Regions from separate parts of the Pan troglodytes genome. Here region 2 is linked to region 1. A link is a contact called in public capture Hi-C data. All regions are on one chromosome and are shown on one strand. Each heading gives the region's core, a stretch centred on a gene start, on an enhancer-like site or on the middle of the called end of the contact. The rest is flanking DNA. Distances are from core to core; before and after follow the strand shown.

Region 1 (4,677 bases), core at 1,322-3,821:
AGGACCAGCTCCAAGGGATTGGGTTCAGCCAGGCAGGTGGGAGCTGAGAGAAAGTGAGGGCTGGTGGCCAAGTGCCTTTATTGCTGAGTCAGGGTGGAGCAAAAGGCGTGGGGGTATTTTACTGGTGCATTTGAATGTCACTAGATCACAGTCAGGGAAGGCAGGAAGGGGAACCTGGGGCAGAGGCTGGCCTTATCACACAGGTGCACCTGGTCTCCTGGGCTGTGAGAGACCGGGTCATGAGGATGCCTGTAAGGCATCATGAATATTTGAAGTTTTCAAAGTTTTTAAAAAATTCACAGTGTTGTGAATCAATGAACATAGCCAATTAGCATCAGGGAATATGGAGAAAATTCCACCAAGAAGACTGAATAGTATAGAATTGCATTAATTGAGCAACTTAATAGGCAAGCTGTTCAGATCCAGGGCCTCAGGAAAAATGGCATTTCTTTCCTGGCAATTTGTAACATTTTCCATCAGGCACCTCTCCTGTCCAGCAATAATTGTGTTTACTATTCAAGTTATTGTTTATTCTACAGTTTTTTGTTATTACTATTTCCCTTGCATGGTTTTCTCATTACTTTAATGCTATTTGTTGTGGGCTAGAGGTTTTTTAATTATTATTCCTTTCTCTTGTATTTGCTTTTATGTGAAGGCTTTAACTTCAGGTGCTTCCTCGGATTGTTTGTAAAGCAGCCTTGCATTTCAGAAGAGCGCTGAGGTGTCTGGGTTTTTTTCTGTTTTGACACTGGCTTCTCAGATGGCTCATTTGGGCTGAGCTTGAGGCCTCAACCTGCAGCAGAAACTTAACACACCAGAGCCGTAGTTGTTAGGTAATGCGTATTTAATAGCTATTAGAAATGACAACTCCTGCTGCTGAACAGCTGTCAGTGGAGGCCCAGAAATGCCACAACCACGGGAACATAAAGTCTTCTCTCTGGGGGTTGGTTTCAGTTCCTACCCAGCTTCTGTGGAGCTTTAAAAAAGAAAAAAAACAGGAATCTTGCCATTTTTCTCCCGTTAACTGGCAAATGTTTCCACCACCAAATTCCTCATGGCTACATGCCAGCACTAAAAACAAATCATCATCATCATCATCATCAGAGCTGGCATTTATTGAGTTCTTACTATATACGCCAACCACCATGCTGAACAACTACATAATTATGTCATTTAATCATCAGTAGCCCTCATTTATAGACGATTATCATCCCCTTTTATAGATGTGGAAAATGAGGCACACAGAGTTTAAGTAACTTGCTCAAAATCACTGAGCAAGTAAGTGGAATTGTTGGGATTCCAACCAGGCAGTCTGGCCTGGACTTTCAACACTAGACTAGCCATGAGACTGACCTCAGAGGTGAGGCATAAAGGAATTTTGTCTTTGCAGGCAGCTTGTGCGATGGTTACACACTAGAATTCTGAGTTTGAACCCAAGTAAACTTTTCAGGAGAGGAAACAAGAGTTTCCCAGTAGAAAGTGGGAGAGCCAAAGTTTGAAACAAAAGCCCCTGGCCAGGTGCAGTGGCTCATGCCTATAATCCCAGCACTCTGGGAGGCCAAGGCAGGCAGATCACTTGAGCCCAGCAGTTCATGACCAGCCTGGGCAACATGGTGCAATCACATCTTTACAAAAACTATGAAAATTAGCTGGGCATGGTAGTGAAGACTGTAATCTCAGCTACTCAGGTGGGTGAGTTTGGAGAATTGCTTGAACCTAGGAGGTGGAGGTTGCAATGAGCAGAGATTTTGCCACTGCACTCCAGCCTGTGCAGTGGTGAGAGAAAGAGACAGAGAGAGAAAGAGAGAGAGAAAAACCTTCTGACCTCAGAGCCTGATGCTGTTACCCTCTCTCTTCCCAGCTGCCAGGCACATTCCATCACCTTCCCACCACCTGCCAACTCCTGTTCCGATGACCTCCAACAATTTCTGCTCCATTTTTCCTCTCTATCCTTACAGCTGGATTTTTCTATGTAAATATTAAGTTGTGGGAGCCACTGCCCTGCTCACTTGGCTACCAACCTCTCCATGATGGTATTTCTCCTCCCCACCTCCAGAGTTCTCCAGAGTTCTCCCAAAGCTCTTAGGGGCATGTCACTACTGTCCTCAAACACCTTCAGTGGCTCCCAGTCACCTCCCACAATGGTTATAAAAGCTTTGGTTTAAAGACATGGATCTGAAGAGATTGTTACCAAATGTGTATTTCCAGGTTTCTCCCCCATGCCAGCCAATCTGACTTGTAGGACTGGTGTGCAGCTCAGGAATGCCCCTTTTTAGCAAGCCCCCTGGGGGGGTCTGATGCAGGTGGTCAGGGGCCACATTCTGAGAATGAAGATCACATTTCTTAGAATGATGTCCAAGGTCATCCATGATCTAAACTGCTCTCGCACTGTCACCTCCCACTGAGGCCTGAACACTCACTCTAAGTTCCCAATAGTCACCCCTCATTAAGTGTGAGGCCCTGCTTCTTCCTCTTTGCTCAGGCTGTTTTTTCAGCTGGAATGTTCTCATCAGTCCCAGCCTTTCCTATCAAACTGCTGCTCATCATGGAAAGCTCACAGGTCGCCACCTCCCTGAAGCACCCTCAGATATGACCCTGCAGTCACCTGGGCTTGGCAACATCGCAGCAGTGGCCCCTGCCACATGCCGGCCATCTCCTATCCAGGTGGTTCTCCTGCTGATGACAAGCTTCCAGCAGTCCCCTTTGTACCTCCCTGTATTTAGTTTGGTACCCAGGACAAAATATGTGCCTGCTAAATGTCTGGTTACTTGAATAGAGGAAGCAAGGCTTATAAAGATGAAATATGGCTTGAAAATGTCACAAGAACCAAAGCAAGTGCTAAAGAACAAGGTTCTAATTTGCCGGATCAATCATGCAGCAATAAATCAGCCACCTTTGAGGCATGGAGGGAGGGCATGAGCAAAGGAAGGAAAGAAGGAGGAATGAAAAAAGAATGAAAGAAAAGTTTACAGAAAAGAAATGCCATTTATTCCACAGTTTACGTGCATTATGTCATAATAGCCAAGTGATTAAGAAGGAAAGCTGTAGAGTTTGAATTTGCTAGGTTTGAATTATTGCTGCTCTAGTTAACCAAACCCATTTTAGAAAATTACTTAACCCCTCTGAGCCTCGGTTTTCTCATCTGTAAAATGGAGACAACAGCCATATTACCTATTACATTGCTGTGAGGTCCAAAAAGTAAATACGTGGAAACTTTGTAGAACCATGCTTGGCACGTATTAAATGTTAGCTAGTATCCACCTTCACAACAAGCCTTTGCAATCATTCATTGTTATTATTCCTATTTTACAGTAAAAGAAACAAAGACTTAGAGAAAGTAAGCTACTTCCCCAAGGTTACATAGCAGGGCCACGTCTGCTTGGTTCTGAAGCTTGTGGCCCTGATAGCCATCCAAGAGAGAGATGTGGCAGGAAGACCCCCCGAATCCAGGGCAGTGTGACCACTCCTGAAGTCCCCAACAATAAGTACTGCCAGCAGCCGGGGCTCTCTGAGCCCCCTCTGGCTCTGCCTCACAATGTGCTCTCCTGTCTCCCTTTAATAGACATTTCCTCTGCACCGCGGAGAACAATGACAAAGCTCTTAGTCCCCTCCCTGAGGGTGGATGGTCCTCCCCGTCACCAGGAATACTTCCCTCAGAGCTTCCTTCTCTCTCCATGACGGAGGCTCGGGTCCCAGCTGTCCTTCCTGAGACAGCCAGGGCTGCATCCTAGCTCCTTCAAACCTTCCATCATTCATACCCATCTCCTTCTACCACCCCATCTTGCCCTGAAATCCTCATTAATGCAGACAGGCCATGGACCATGACTGCTGCCCAAAAGAATGTCCCTCAGCACACTGCAGCTGGATGGCCAGATCCCACCTCTCTTTCCTCCCACCCCTGACCTAAAGAAACATACAGGGATTCTTTGGCAGCAAAGGCCCAGAAGCAGGAGCTTGAAGCAGGTGCACTTGGTATATGCTTTGCAGACAGCGACTGAGCAGACACCCTTGGCAAAGTCACTTTTGATAAAATAGCGTAAGAAGAATCGCCACCGCCTATTGAAGATCAACTAATGCTGGGCACTGTGCAAAGGGTTTTAAGTGAATCCTCTCATTTCATCCTTGTGTCATACGTCATGATCGTCTCCGTTTCACAGCTAAAGAAACTGAATCTCAGAGAGATTCAAGACCCTTGCCCAGGTATGGTTTTTGAACTATGTTCTTACCCACTGGATTAGTGATACCCACACTGGAGCCCTTGTTGGAATCATCTGTTAACACACAGATTGCTGGGCTCCACCCGGAATTTCTGATTCAGTAGGTCTGGGGTACTAGCATCAGGATTTTGTTAAATATCCAAATGCTCAGGCCTCACGCCAGACGTTCTGAGTCAGAAGCTGCATTCTAACAGGGTCCCCAGATGACTCCCATGCACATTCAAGTTTGAGTCTAGATAAATTGCCCTTGAACTCTGCTCGGACTGCCCAAAGAGAACAGAGATCGAGGCAGTCGCATCACTTTTGACCTCTCATCCCCCTGGCTTGCCAAGCAGGCATGGAGGAGCCCTTTCCTCCCCAGTTTGGAAGTTGCAGTGCACATTATTTGGTGGGCACGTGCAAGTCCATGCCTGCAAGCTCCAAAACGCGGCAGCTCCTGATGTTTCTCATGGCAGTTGCG
Region 2 (4,677 bases), core at 935-3,434, 120 kb after region 1:
CTGGAATGGGCCCCTTTAAAAGTTGCCTCTCTCTCCTCTTTGTCCTGGGAAGTGAAGAGCTGGGCAGAAATAGAGCTGATACAGAATGCCTTTTGGAAACCCTATCATGCCTGCTAAGTTCCCAGACTAGGGAAGATGCATCTGTATTCCTGAAAAGAACAGTACTGTCCTTAAAATTACACTGTCTACTCCCTATACTCTCTCTTTCTCCACTCCCTCCCTTCTTTATTTTAGTCCTTAGCACCTATTACTCACCATCTGACATGCTGTCTATTTTCTATCTTGGTTTAGTTTTGCCCTCTTCAGCTAGCATGAGTGCAAGAATTTTGCTCCCTTTTCTTCCCAGCCGTATCTCCAGTGCCTTGAACTGTGTTTGGCACATCACAGGTGCTTGATGAATATTTATTGACTACATAATTCAAAGGCAGCCTCCAGTCCCACTCCAGCCAAGGCTGGGCCAGTTCCATTGGGTTGGCATTGAGATCCCATTGCTGGAACTTACAGCGCTTCACTCCTACATGCAGAGTCATTTGCAAAAAGACCTACATCTGAAGATGTTCCTTGGGGGAAGTAAGTAGAGCTGGAGGCAGCTGAATCTTCTTAAAAGTTAAAGAAAATCTGTTTTTCTCCCTTTGGCCCATGAGATTCTAGTCCCTACCCTAAAGCTCTGCTCCCTAAAGTAGAAACTCCAGTTCCTACTACTTCTCTCATAAGGAAACGCAGCAGCCTATGCATTGTAAGTGTCCCCAAACTACAGTGGATTGGAATTAAAATCCTTGCCCTGGTCCCAGAGAATGTACTTGTCAGCAGGAGGACAAACTGTCTGTTACTGAGTACCGCACTAGACACCCCGTATCCAAATACTTAGAATTGCTTTGTTTTCTGATGTTTTAAATGCCTTTTGTTTCTGTTTATTAAACATGAAAGTATTGATTACAAGTAATTTCTTTTTTTTTTTTTTTTTTTTTTTTTTTTTGAGACGGAGTCTTGCTCTGTCGCCAGGCTGAAGTGCAGTGGCACAATCTCAGCTCACTGCAGCCTCCGCCTCCCAGGTTCAAGCGATTCTCCTGCTTCAGTCTCCCGAGCACTGGGACTACAGGCGCACACCACTGCGCCCAGCTAATTTTTGTATTTTTAGTAGAGACAGGGTTTCACCATGTTGGCCAAGATGGTCTCAGTCTCCTCACTTCATGATCCACCCACCTCAGCCTCCCAAAGTGCTGGGATTGATTACGGGCACAAGCCACCATGCCCGGCTGATTACAAGTAATTTCTAAATTATGGGAAAATGCAAAGAAGAAAATGAAGATTCGTCAAAATTCCATACAGCAAAACCACCATTAACATTTAAATGTCTATATTTTCAGTGAATTTCTGCTCCATATAGATACTGATATTTTTTACCCCTCCCTGAAAAAAAAAGCTACTGTCAAGGGAGTAAATTTTGTACCCCACACTTCCACTCAACATGTGTAGATTTGTGTATGCCAATAAATAGAAACCCATGTTGTCGATCCTGACGGCTTCATAGGTTTCTACTTTACGGATAGATCATCAGTTATTTAATGAATCTCCCATCAAGGAACATCTAGGTTGTTCTAATTTGTCACTATTGTAAATAGCACCTTTGTCCCCCTGCCTGAGAAGTGGTTTCTTTAGCAGGTAAGAAAGCACAGAGGAGCCCTATTGATTTAGCAGACCTAAGTCCCCATCCCTGATTACAACACCAGGGCTTTCCAGGGAGTGCATGGTCTGCGCCACCCCCTGCCTGGGGCCCTGGGCGAGTGATTGATAGGGGTGGATCCTGAGCTCACAGACATTCCTGCTCCAAGATCTCCCTCCTCTCTCCCCCAACACCTTTACGCAGCGCGGTGTCCAGCTTAATGTGATTGCACTCTCAGCTTTGAAACTTCTGCAGAGCTTCACTGCTTCTAGTTCTTCCCAGAAGCAAAGTTTCTCAGATCCCTGAAAGCCTGAGCCAGGTCTGCAATTCTTTATTCCAAAAACATTTCCTGAGTGCTCTCTTGTCTTTGATGTTGTCATCCTAAGCCCTAAGCGACAACATCCAACAGGCCACAGCGGTCCTTTCCACTGCTCACAGGCCCTCCCCACAGGGATCCTTCTCTGAGGACCCCCCCCCCCCATCCCCACGCGCTGCACAAGCTCCAGTTCCCATCCCTCAGACCCTGCCAGCTTTTTCCCTCTCCCCAGTCCAAAGGGAGTAACCCCCAGGAGCTGAGCCACTTTCCCTTCTTTTTTACCCTCCAAGCAAAATGTCTTCATAGCTCCGCCTTCTTCCTCCCCTTCCTCCTCCAGTAACAAAACTCATCTGGGAGAGCTCAAAGGCCTGGAAACGAGCCTGCTTTCCTTTCCTGGGTGTGAGAAGGGCCCAGCTCTCAGAGTACAGTGGATCTTCCAAAGTGGGGAAAGGCTGTCCCAACTAGAACAAGGCTTCTTGCTAAAGGTGATGTGGGGAGAAAACTCCACGGTGTGAGAAAAGAGGAAAGACGACACATATACATAAAGAAGGAGGCCCCAGAGTCAGGCCATTTGCAGGCAGTAGGGCATGATCACTGGTGTCCCTAGACTTACTTACTTGGGTGCTAAGGACAACTGATGGTAAGGGAGTCATTGGGAAACTGTCTAAGAAGGCTGCTTGGGAAGTGGAGCCATGGTGGTTTAGTGGGGACCAAAGAACAGGTTCCATGCAGCCAGGCCTTCTATGCTGAGCCAATAATGTGCAGGTGGCATTTGGCACAGGCTGATTGTCCAGAGGCCTAGGAGGTGACAAGTGAGACAAGGTTGGACTCCAGTAGAAGACTCGGGGCATGGATGGTCTCAAATGCCAGATTTTTATTTGATTTAGCAACCAATGGGAAAAGAGTGTGGTTTGTTCAGCAGGGAACTGACATGGTGAAACTATTTGGGGAATATTCATTTGATGGCTTTGTAGAACACCTAAATTAAAAAACAAGAGAGGGCCAAGTGCGTGGCTCACACCTGTAATTCCAGCACTTTGGGAGGCCAAGGGAGGTGGATCACCTGAGGTCAGGAGTTCGAGACCAGATTGGCCAACATGGCAAAACCCCATCTCTACAAAAAATACAAAAATTGGCCAGGCATCGTGATGCATGCCTGTAATCCCAGCTACTCGGGAGGCTGAGGCAGGAGAATTGCTTGAACCCAGGAGGTGGAGGTTGCAGTGAGCGGAGATTGTGCCACTGCACTCCAGCCTGGGACAGAGTGAGACTCCATCATCATCTCAAAAAAAAAAAAGAAACAGAAAAGTAAGAGAAGCTCACATGTGGCTGTTTTCTCTAACTAGAGGAAGCCTGAGACCAGGTGAAATGTTTTCCAGGAGCTGAAGTCAGTTATATCAGCGGATAGAAGAAGCATCACAGCTGTTTCTCAGGGCATAATAGGGTTTTGACTGTGACGAGGGGCCTCAGTGAGATGTGCCACCCAGCCAACCCACCTTTCCAGCTCTTTCTCTGGCCCTGTGAGTCTTGGGAACACTGTCAGCCCCAATGACTGCTGCTAACCAGGGTTTATCTATCTATCTCCCCCCAGCTATGACCACGAAGGCCGCCTGACCAACGTGACGCGCCCCACGGGGGTGGTAACCAGTCTGCACCGGGAAATGGAGAAATCTATTACCATTGACATTGAGAACTCCAACCGTGACGATGACGTCACTGTCATCACGAACCTCTCTTCAGTAGAGGCCTCCTACACAGTGGTACAAGGTGAGCCTCCACCCATACCATCCTACCCCTAAACTCACCCATAGACCCAGAACCCAGCCAAGCCCAACATGTGAGTTATCCAGCCTGGGAGGACTTCCAGAGACCCAGCGTACCCCTCAGCTTTCTGTTTTATTCAAGTGTCCACAGCAAACTATAAGAGGTCATTCTTGTAGAAAATGACTTAATCAATCAGATAGAGCAGAATGTCATCTACGCCCAGCCAAATGTCTAGATATTTGAACTGTCTACATAGTTATCTGAAAATGTCCATTTCCACCCGCCCCCCCCCCCACATACTCTCTCCCTACCTCTTACCCTTCCATCACCACCTCTCCCCACCAACCCAAAACACATAGTTATCTTCTCAAAGGCCATTTATTCTCCTGGCTCACCACTAGATTTCATATTTTCTTGTTCCATCCTGATTCTCTCTTTTAAGCATTTGTTTGATGAGTTGGTTGCCCTGGGACTGGAGCTCTTTAACATTCTCTCTCCAAGACTGGGATCTCAAAGGTCTCTGCCCACCCTGTGGTTATTGTTGCTACTAGACATGTTTTGCAGTCCAGGGCAAGCACTGGGGCTGGCAAGAAAATGAATTGTGCCGATTAACTTTTCTTTTAATTAAGATATAATGTCGGTGGGCTAGCCTGTTGTCAGAGGATAAAAGTGTCCTCTCAGTAGATAAATGGTGACATTTCTGGACTATTATCCCACAGCGGAGCCTGTTTCAATGACTCTATTTCTGCTCTGCCAAATGATTAATGATGTAGATTCTGTCCTTCTGCGTGACGGCTGGAGTCTCAGGAGGGACAGGTACACACTTGCTCACTGTCCCAAAAGCTGACATCTCAGAGGCCAGCCCAGGCCAGCTCCTTTGCCCAATCAGGAAGCAGTGTATCTGTAAAAGGAGTCTCTGACTCACATTTCCTTC

What was found. Capture Hi-C pulls out chosen DNA fragments and counts their contacts.
Region 2: a contact with region 1 is called in a capture Hi-C map of stem cell-derived neural stem cells, with 2.9 times the contacts expected there. The contact joins two enhancer-like sites. A contact is called at or near these places in 5 of 7 Hi-C or Micro-C datasets (blood, induced pluripotent stem cells, a lymphoblastoid cell line and 1 more) and 1 of 1 other capture datasets (stem cell-derived neural stem cells).

What each region holds. Positions count from the first base shown.
Region 1 is chr4:165,778,885-165,783,561 of NHGRI_mPanTro3-v2.0_pri, forward strand. The region is part of intron 21 of TENM2 (teneurin transmembrane protein 2); the gene reads left to right. Among named protein-coding and RNA genes, the nearest start is that of WWC1, 180 kb to the right of the region's middle. Within about 2 kb of position 2,572, at least 1 of the 24 cell types and tissues checked has an H3K27ac peak or open chromatin away from gene starts, as enhancers often do. A contact at or near this core is called in stem cell-derived neural stem cells, where this site is marked.
Region 2 is chr4:165,895,902-165,900,578 of NHGRI_mPanTro3-v2.0_pri, forward strand. TENM2 (teneurin transmembrane protein 2) reads left to right here. Exons shown (of 40, transcript XM_054685276.2): 35 at 3,571-3,746. Among named protein-coding and RNA genes, the nearest start is that of WWC1, 67 kb to the right of the region's middle. Within about 2 kb of position 2,185, at least 1 of the 24 cell types and tissues checked has an H3K27ac peak or open chromatin away from gene starts, as enhancers often do. A contact at or near this core is called in stem cell-derived neural stem cells, where this site is marked.